Regions from separate parts of the Mus musculus genome. Here all the other regions are linked to region 1. A link is a contact called in public HiChIP or PLAC-seq data. All regions are on one chromosome and are shown on one strand. The core of a region is the stretch at or near the end of the contact, and the rest is flanking DNA. Distances in the headings are between cores, read along the strand shown.

What was found. HiChIP or PLAC-seq counts read pairs in DNA pulled down with a chosen protein or histone mark.
Region 2: a contact with region 1 is called in an H3K4me3 HiChIP or PLAC-seq map of embryonic stem cells, with 13 read pairs. The contact joins the promoter of Rhbdl1 here to the promoter of Rab11fip3 in region 1. A contact is called at or near these places in 1 of 39 promoter capture datasets (neural stem cells), 1 of 484 Hi-C or Micro-C datasets (embryonic stem cells), 5 of 115 datasets of contacts at active chromatin or transcription factors (bone marrow-derived macrophages, embryonic stem cells and memory CD8 T cells) and 2 of 9 other capture datasets (adipose tissue and pancreatic islet).
Region 3: an H3K4me3 HiChIP or PLAC-seq map of embryonic stem cells shows a contact between it and region 1, with 17 read pairs. The contact joins the promoter of Luc7l here to the promoter of Rab11fip3 in region 1. A contact is called at or near these places in 2 of 484 Hi-C or Micro-C datasets (CD8 T cells and embryonic stem cells), 7 of 115 datasets of contacts at active chromatin or transcription factors (the SCID.adh cell line, embryonic stem cells and stem cell-derived neural progenitor cells) and 2 of 9 other capture datasets (liver and pancreatic islet).

What each region holds. Positions count from the first base shown.
Region 1 is chr17:26,068,243-26,070,796 of GRCm38.p6, forward strand. It overlaps Rab11fip3 (RAB11 family interacting protein 3 (class II)), which reads right to left and starts at 1,276. Exons shown (of 14, transcript NM_001162868.2): 1 at 1-1,276. The coding sequence starts at 935.
Region 2 is chr17:25,835,858-25,838,411 of GRCm38.p6, forward strand. Rhbdl1 (rhomboid like 1) reads right to left here and starts at 1,270. Exons shown (of 8, transcript NM_144816.1): 1 at 1,131-1,270; 2 at 554-715; 3 at 112-336; 4 at 1-36. The coding sequence starts at 1,169.
Region 3 is chr17:26,251,628-26,254,181 of GRCm38.p6, forward strand. It overlaps Luc7l (Luc7-like), which reads left to right and starts at 1,283. Exons shown (of 10, transcript NM_028190.3): 1 at 1,283-1,464. The coding sequence starts at 1,404.

The DNA of each region.
Region 1 (2,554 bases), core at 26-2,525:
TGAGAGGCATCAGGCTCTTCTAGCTCCTTGGCCAACAAACACGGTGCCTCTGACTCCTGGGGCCAGCAGTGAAGGGCGTCAGGCTCTTCCAGCTCCTCCGTCAAGAGGCACGGTGCGTCGGATTCCTCCCACTTTTTGGCCAAGAGACAGGGCACGTCGGGCTCCTGGGGCCAGCAGCGAGGGGCGTCGGGTTCCTCCAGCTCTTTGGCTAAGTGGCACGGTGCGTCTGGTTCCTCCAGCTCCTTAGCCAAGTGACAGGATTCGTCGGGCTCCTGGGGCCAGCAGCGAGGGGAGTCGAGGTCCTCCAGTTCCTTGGCCAAGTGGCACGGTGCGTCTGGCCCTTGAAGCCAGCAGCGAAGGGCATCAGGTTCCTCCACCTCCTTGAGCAAGTGACAGAATGCGTCTGGTTCCTGGGGCCAGCAGCGAGGGGCGTCGGGTTCCTCTAGCTCCTTGGCCAAGTGGCACGGCACGTCGGGCTCCTGGGGCCAGCACCGAGGGATGTTGGGTTCCTCTAGCTCTTTGGCCAAGTAGCACGGTGTGTCGGGCTCCTGGGGCAGGCAGCGAGGGGCGTCGGGTTCCTCCAACTCCTTGGCCAAGTGGCACGGTGTGTCTGGCTCCTGGGGCCAGCAGCGAGGGGAGTCGGATTCCTCCAGCTCCTCTGCCAAGTGACAGGATTCATCGGGCTCCTGGGACGAGCAGCGAGGGGCATTGGGCTCTTTGGCCCAGCGACTAGGAGCGTGAGGCTCCTCTACCTCCTCGGGCCAGCAGATTGGCGCGTTGGGTCCCTCTGGCCACCGTTGAAGCTGGGCGTGTTCCTCGGGCTCTTCTGACCAGCCGCGAGGAGCGTCGGGCCCCACCAGCCCCATGACCCCACGCTGGGGCCCAGACGCTGGCTGGTCGTGGTCTGACAGGGAGGTCGGCTGGCACAGCTCCATGATCCGGCGCCGGCTAAACTAGGGATGATACGAAAGGCGCGGAAGGCAGACAAAGGCGCTCAGGGCGCGGCGGCGGGCGCGGGCATCCCCGCGGCGACGCGGGCGGGCGCGCGCGGGGCGCCCGGACTGCTGAGGCTGGCGCTCGGGCCCTGCTCCGCCCTCGCCCATCTTCGCACCGCACCTTAGCGGCTCCCGGCCCCGCAGCGCGGCTGGCGCGGGCCCATGGCAGCGGCACAGTCCGGATGATGTAAGGACCCAGTGGCGGGGAGTGGACGGTGGGAGACAGGCACCGGCCGGGCAGCGGAGGATGAAGCCAGAGCGCCTGAGCTTAGGAACCCAGTGAGGGACGCCGGCGCCGGCGCCGGCCCGCCCTCCGTCGCGCGTGACGTCAGCACGCCGTGTAACCTGATCACGCCCCCATGGATTGCTATAAAGGTGAGTTCGAAGAGGGCACAGCTTAGGGGCGACGGTGCTCTGCCCAATTCGAGTTTTCCGTACGATTTGCGCGAGTGGGATGAGTGAAGTGTTCTGTCGCAGGAAGAGGCGCCCGAGAATAGGTTTTGGAAAACTATTGCTGAACGGGAACAAAACATTCGCATATCCCAAAAGAAGCCGCTAGTCCCTTCTGTGTGACTCCTTCACAAACTGGTGGTACAAACCAGAATATTAATTGGCAGCAAGTAGGAGCGAAGGAGCGCTCGAATTGCCCCACCAGGTAAGGAATTATCCAAAGTCTCTCACACAAGGACAGGATCTAAGGGGCTCACACATTCATCCACAGGAGCGCACAGTAAAATAAAGAGGCACAGATGTTGTTTTACTTTGATATGTTGTTTGGTATCTTTTTGAAACAGGAACTTGTGCAGCCCACGCTACCTTTAACTCCTAATCCTGCCGCCATGGATTGTAGACTGGCCCAAACAACCCTGCTCTGAACATGTTTTTAAATTACATAAACAGCGCTTATCTCTTTATTGCTAACTAATGCCGTTATCATCATCAAAGGGTCGTGCTCAGAGATGCGGAGCAGTTGACTAAGCCAGTTGGAAGCAATGAGGTGCATCTAGTCAAGAACTAAATTTAGCCATTTAGCCAGGGGAAACTATGAACCAATTGTACACTCGTGGGCACCATGGACAAGTATGGTTTCATAAGCAGTTTTGGCAAAAGCTGAAAACTGAACTCCGTTTCCAGGTGTACAGCCAGCTAATCTACTGAGTCATCCCCAAGCAAAACTCCCAGCATATTATAGGAGACTTCCAGCAGCTGGGAAAAAGGAAGGTGATGTGCTCCCTCCCTAAAATGTAGTCCTATTTTCCTGTAAGAACTGAATGCTTTTGTGAGGAATATATATATTGAAAGAATAAAGTCCCCTCTATCTAATGCAAGGACTGGAAATTCCCTTTGACTGACAAACATTCTCACATGCAGTTCCAGTGAGTGCCAACCTTTCTATTTAGTGTGTCATGGTAAGTATCCACCTGTCCTTTGGTGTTCTCAGTCAAGATCAGTTTTCTGAGGAGCCAGGTGTTCCTGTTGTGTGCCAAAACTAAGAAAAATATTTATGACTTCCAGCATTTGTGTGCCCAAATAGAACCAGTGTGTAGAGAATGCACACC
Region 2 (2,554 bases), core at 20-2,519, 230 kb before region 1:
GTTGAGACGTGCCCCGTAGCACAGGAACACGATGATCTGGGGACACTAGTGTTAGGGCTGGTCAAGACTAGGGACTCAGGAGGCCCCAGGGCAATGTGTAGGCAGGCCCACCTGGGCAAGAGTGACCGAGGCCATGAACACAGGGGGTGGGCAGGTGCGGTGCCTGTAGAAGTACCAGCGGCGGTCCACCTCGCAGGGCAGGATCTCGTAGGCCACATAGCGCACAAACCGCTTGTAGACACTCAGGCCTGGCTCATCTAGCAGTCCGTCTCGGGGCAGTGCCCGCTGTCCGTTAGCAATGGCTCTCTTGAAGCTGCTGGAACGCTTGCTGCTGATCTGAAGGGCAGGAACCTTAGTGTAGGTGACAGTATTGTTCCTGTGGAACCCTACCTTACTTGGCTGTGTGGCTGCTAATGGTCTGAGGGTCTTCCACACTGCCCAGGTCTGTAAGCCCTACCCAGTAAAAAGCTGTGTGCCCACCCAGCTTTGGTCAGGGTGCTGCGCTTGACCAGGCCTGGGCCCTCCCCTGCTGCCCACACACCATGGCACTGACCAGGTCCACCAGCTCCTGGTAGCAGACCTGGCCCCGCTCGTTGCTCTGAGCCAGAGCCACCAACATGTCCAACTTGGTGGGGTCCAGGGGCAGCTCATGGCTGTGTACCAGACCAGCGAAGGTGTCCGCACCGATGAAGCCTGTGTTCTCAGGATCCAGCTGCTGTGGTGGGGGAGTAGAGGGTGGGCCAACTCCCAGCCACAGGGCTGAGCTAGGCTGGCTAGGAAGGCTGGACCTTTGTGCCAGTCAGTGCCTGTTTGCTAGAACCAGCTTGTTCCCAGGCCCTGGCAGGGCAAGGTGCCTGGTTTGGCTGTTCTACCACCTCATATTCGCTCTACCAGTCCTAGAAAGGGGAAGGACCTAGGTCCAAGGACCACCACCCTCCATCCCCAGCTTTCCGTGGAAACCCGATGAAGCCAGACCTTTCTTGGGGTCGGGAGTCTCAGAGACCAAGGTCGTGCAGGGAGGGGGGTTTGGGAGGCGGCTGCCTGGGCCTTCTGCGAGCATGGTCCCTCCCCCGAACCCCTCACCGGCTGGAAGGGCGCCAAGGCAGTGCCAGCTCCCACCCACCACGCACCTGCTCCTGAATGAGCTGCAGCAGCGAGCTCCTGTCCATAGAGCCGGGCCGAGGGCCGGGGTCGGCCGAGGCCGGGAGGGGCTGCTCTGCGGACCGCTCCGCTCCGCCCCGGCCGGCCCGCTCCGCCTGCTCTGCTCTGCGCTCCCCGAGCTCAGACAGCGTCACCGAGATGCCAGCCCAGCGCGCACACAGCCAGAGTACGCGCATATCCTGCACGCGCACGCGCGGCCCCAACTCGACGCACTGCCTGGGTAGATCGTCCCCCACCGAACAGCTCGACCCAGAACCACTGCCTGCGTCCAGCTCTTGCACCACGTGCGGCAGAAGCTTCTCCCAGTAGGCCATAGCTGGCAGCCTGCAGCACCCAATACCCTCTTAGGCAGCCTGTTTTATTACCTTCCCTAGGATACTTTCTTTCTACTAAAAATAGGTCTGTGACCCATCCCCAGAATGTCAAGGTCCAGTTGCTCCCATCATACTTTCTCCTGAGCTGGAGCTGCTTTCAGTAGACACACTTGTCCTTATTTGCACTGTTCCAGCAACGAAGCCCCAGGTTCCCTATTCATGGCCAAGGCTGGAAGCTCTAACCAAACATCCCTGAATTGGATTTGAGATAGCAGGGCCTCCAGTGCAAAAACACCAGTCAAGAAGGCACAGGGGATAGCCAGGAAGAGCCACAAATAGCCACGTGAAGGTAGAACTGACTGCAGCTTGGATAAGGGAGGGGGTGTGCTCCTGAGGACAGTGAAGGTGACAGACCAATAGGATGTGTAACCATGGCAACCCCCCCAAGTATCATTCAAAACAATCTGCTACTGCAAAGATGGGATGGCAGTTATTCTTGCCCGATGGGCCTCTACAGGGAATACAGCTGCCTACAATAAGCAGCCTGCCTAGATGCTCAGTGGGACGGCAGGCCAGTAGGTTGGGACTGGAGCAGGAGGCAAAGGCCTCATTTTTCAGGGATCCCTGTTCTGTGGACATTCTGGGGCAGAGAGAACCCACCTGACCCAACCCAAGTGACTCGTTGAGTGTATGGATTCCTGTTTGGGTGTCTTTGGTGGTAGGAGGTCATGTCACAGGATCAACTCCGAGTCCATCATTCACTCAGCTTCTGGCCAGGTTGAGATCTATGGCTGGCCCTTGCTTGTAACAGCCAGGCTACACATAAAGCCCAGGTTCTCAGCAGAGCCAGGCAGGCTGCCTGGGCTGTGTGGAGTGTGGGGCAATGAAGAACCAACAGCAGAAGCAATGTTCCCAGAGAAGCAGCAGGAGCCCTCTCACACACACCCCCACCCCCATGACACTGATGGATGCTGGCATTACTAGACAGCAGACCCCTTAACTGGACCTTCCGTAGCCATTAATCAGCATGACTAGTGAGACCACAGAATGGGAACCAGGACACAGGGGAGACGTCTCAG
Region 3 (2,554 bases), core at 33-2,532, 180 kb after region 1:
GGGGCTGGAGCAAGAGGAAGAAGTCGAGCGCGGGTGGGGGGGGAGTAACAAAATAAATAAATAAATAAGCATGTAATTAATATGACTTAGCATTTCAACTTTCACTGAAATAAGCAATATAGTTTTATAGAGAGTAAATGAAGAAATGGACCAAGTGTAATGGCATGTGCTGATAATCTCAATGGTCTGGAGGCTGAGCAGCAGAGGGATAGCAAGTTCAAGTCCAACCTGGCCTCTGTGTGTGTGTGTGTATGACTCTGTCTCCAACAGAAGAAATGGAGGCAAGCACATTTGCACATTTTTGTAATTGCAGCACTTGGTAAGGAAGGGAAAGTGGGAGGGTCAGGAATGCAAGTCATCTTTGGTTTCATAATAAGTTCAAGGTCAGCATGGACAACATGAGACTATATTACACAAACAAAAAGAACTGAGATATAACCTAGAAATTCACTTATCATTAGGTTTTTTTTTTTTTAAAGATTTATTATTATATGTAAGTACCCTGTAGCTGTCTTCAGACACTCCAGAAGAGGGCATCAGATTTCGTTAATCTGGACCTTTGGAAGAGCAGTAGGCGCTCTTAACCACTGAGCCATCTCGCCAGCCCCCTTGTTTTGTTTTTTGAGACAGCTTTTCCCTGTGTAACTCTGGCAATCCTGCAGCTTGCTCTGTACCATCAGGCTAGTCTCTAACTCAGAGATGTGCCTGCCTCTGCCTTCCCCAGCGCTGGGATTAAAGGCCTTTGCCTCAAGTTTAATTTATTTGTTTGACTAAAGTCTCATTAGAGCAGAGAATTTGATGTTTCAGGAACCAGGATAAAAATTAGTGGTGGAGTTTTTAATCTAGTCTTTTTTTAAAATAAAGATCTATTTATTTTATTTATATGAGTACACTGTAGCTATCTTCAGACACAGCTGAAGTGGTTATCAGACCCCATTACAGATGGTGGTGGGAACTGAACTCAGGACCTCTGGAAGAGCAGTTTGTGCCTTTAACCGCTGAGCCGTCTCTCCAGCCCTTTTTTTTTTTTTTTTTAAAAAAAAAAAACAGGAGGTAGGATCTTAGTCTCACAAAGACCACGCTTCCACAGGGTAGCCTGACACCCAGGACGCTGGCCTTGAACTACTCAAGCCTGATCCTGGGGATTACAGGCATACCACGACCGGCCAAAATCAAGCTTAGTTGATCTAGTCTTTAGAACGATTTGCGACCGTTCCACTCAGCGACTCCTGTACACTTCCCGACAGGCCTTGCATCAACGCCAAAGAACTTCCTCCCAGCATTCCCCGCGGCCGGAAAGCGCCGTGCGGGCTTCAGGCTGATAGGAGCGTCTTTCCTCGTCGCTGTTTGCGGCTTCTCTGGTCGAGTTGTGCGGAGCTTCTCGGCCGTCCCCACTGGCCACCATGTCCGCCCAGGCGCAGATGCGGGCCCTGTTGGACCAGCTCATGGGCACGGCTCGGGACGGTGAGTCTGAGCGGTGGCCCAGGCTCTGGGCGGGGTGGGAGCAAGGCGAGGCCGCCTGGAAGCCTGAGGTGAGGGCCGTGACAGCGTGCGTCTGCGCGGGGCGCCATTTTTCTCCCCTGCTTGCTGACCCCAGGCTCGGGGCCTTTGTCTGATCTGCTTGGCCTGCGAGTCTCTCGCAGCCGCCGCGTTCTACTGGTCCGGGCTGCCTCCTTCCTGAGAGTCCGATCCGACGGTGGGGCTCTGTCCCCTTCTCGTTTTCCGTCATGCGAGTTCCTCTTGGTCGGCACGGCGGCTCGGCGCCGCCGGGCAAACTGGAGCGTCGGCGAAGGGCTGGAACCAGCGCGGGCTCCGGGGTGCTGGCTGCCGGGTGGCGGAATTTCTCTGATACTCTTCGGAGGAGAGGCGATCCCCGAAGGAGCTGGACGGGTTTCGAAAACCCGGGCGTTCTTGCTCCATACGGTTACACGGGGAGCCGCAAATGAGCATTTCTAACGTGGGTTCCCTCCGCGTACTTTTCTAGTCTTCCCTCCCTTCATTCCCCTGCCTCACAGATTAGCCTCGGTTTAGTCACCTCTCGGCATTCATTAGGTAGTTGGTTCAGTAAGGAGGCGTGCAAGATCATGGTGGTGTCTCAGGAAAAAGCAGTTGCATCCTAGCAAAGCTAGATCCCTGCTGTGGTTTGTGTTTTCATTTTTACTAAAGTAATAAAGTTGTAATTTCACACTGGCACATTTCACAGGGCTGTGCAGATTCTTTGCACCATTTCATAGGTCAATACGTGCTTTTAGCTTTCTTTGTATGTTGAGTTGCTTTTGAATTGCTTCCCATATTTTTATTTCATACAAACTGAACAATTGTGGCCCCTCTATTTTATTTATAAAGGTTCAGTGTATCTTTGCCTGCCTACATCAATCTGCAAGGGAGTTGCAGAAAAGCCTCATGTTCATCGAGCCGTGAGTCACAACCAATTTCTAAGCTGTTATAACAAAAAAGTGTTTGCTTTTTTCCCACAAGTAACTTTAAAAGTGTAGTTTAGAAAGAAAACATTTTCAGTAAAAAGACACGACATTAATCCTGGATGCTTGCCAAT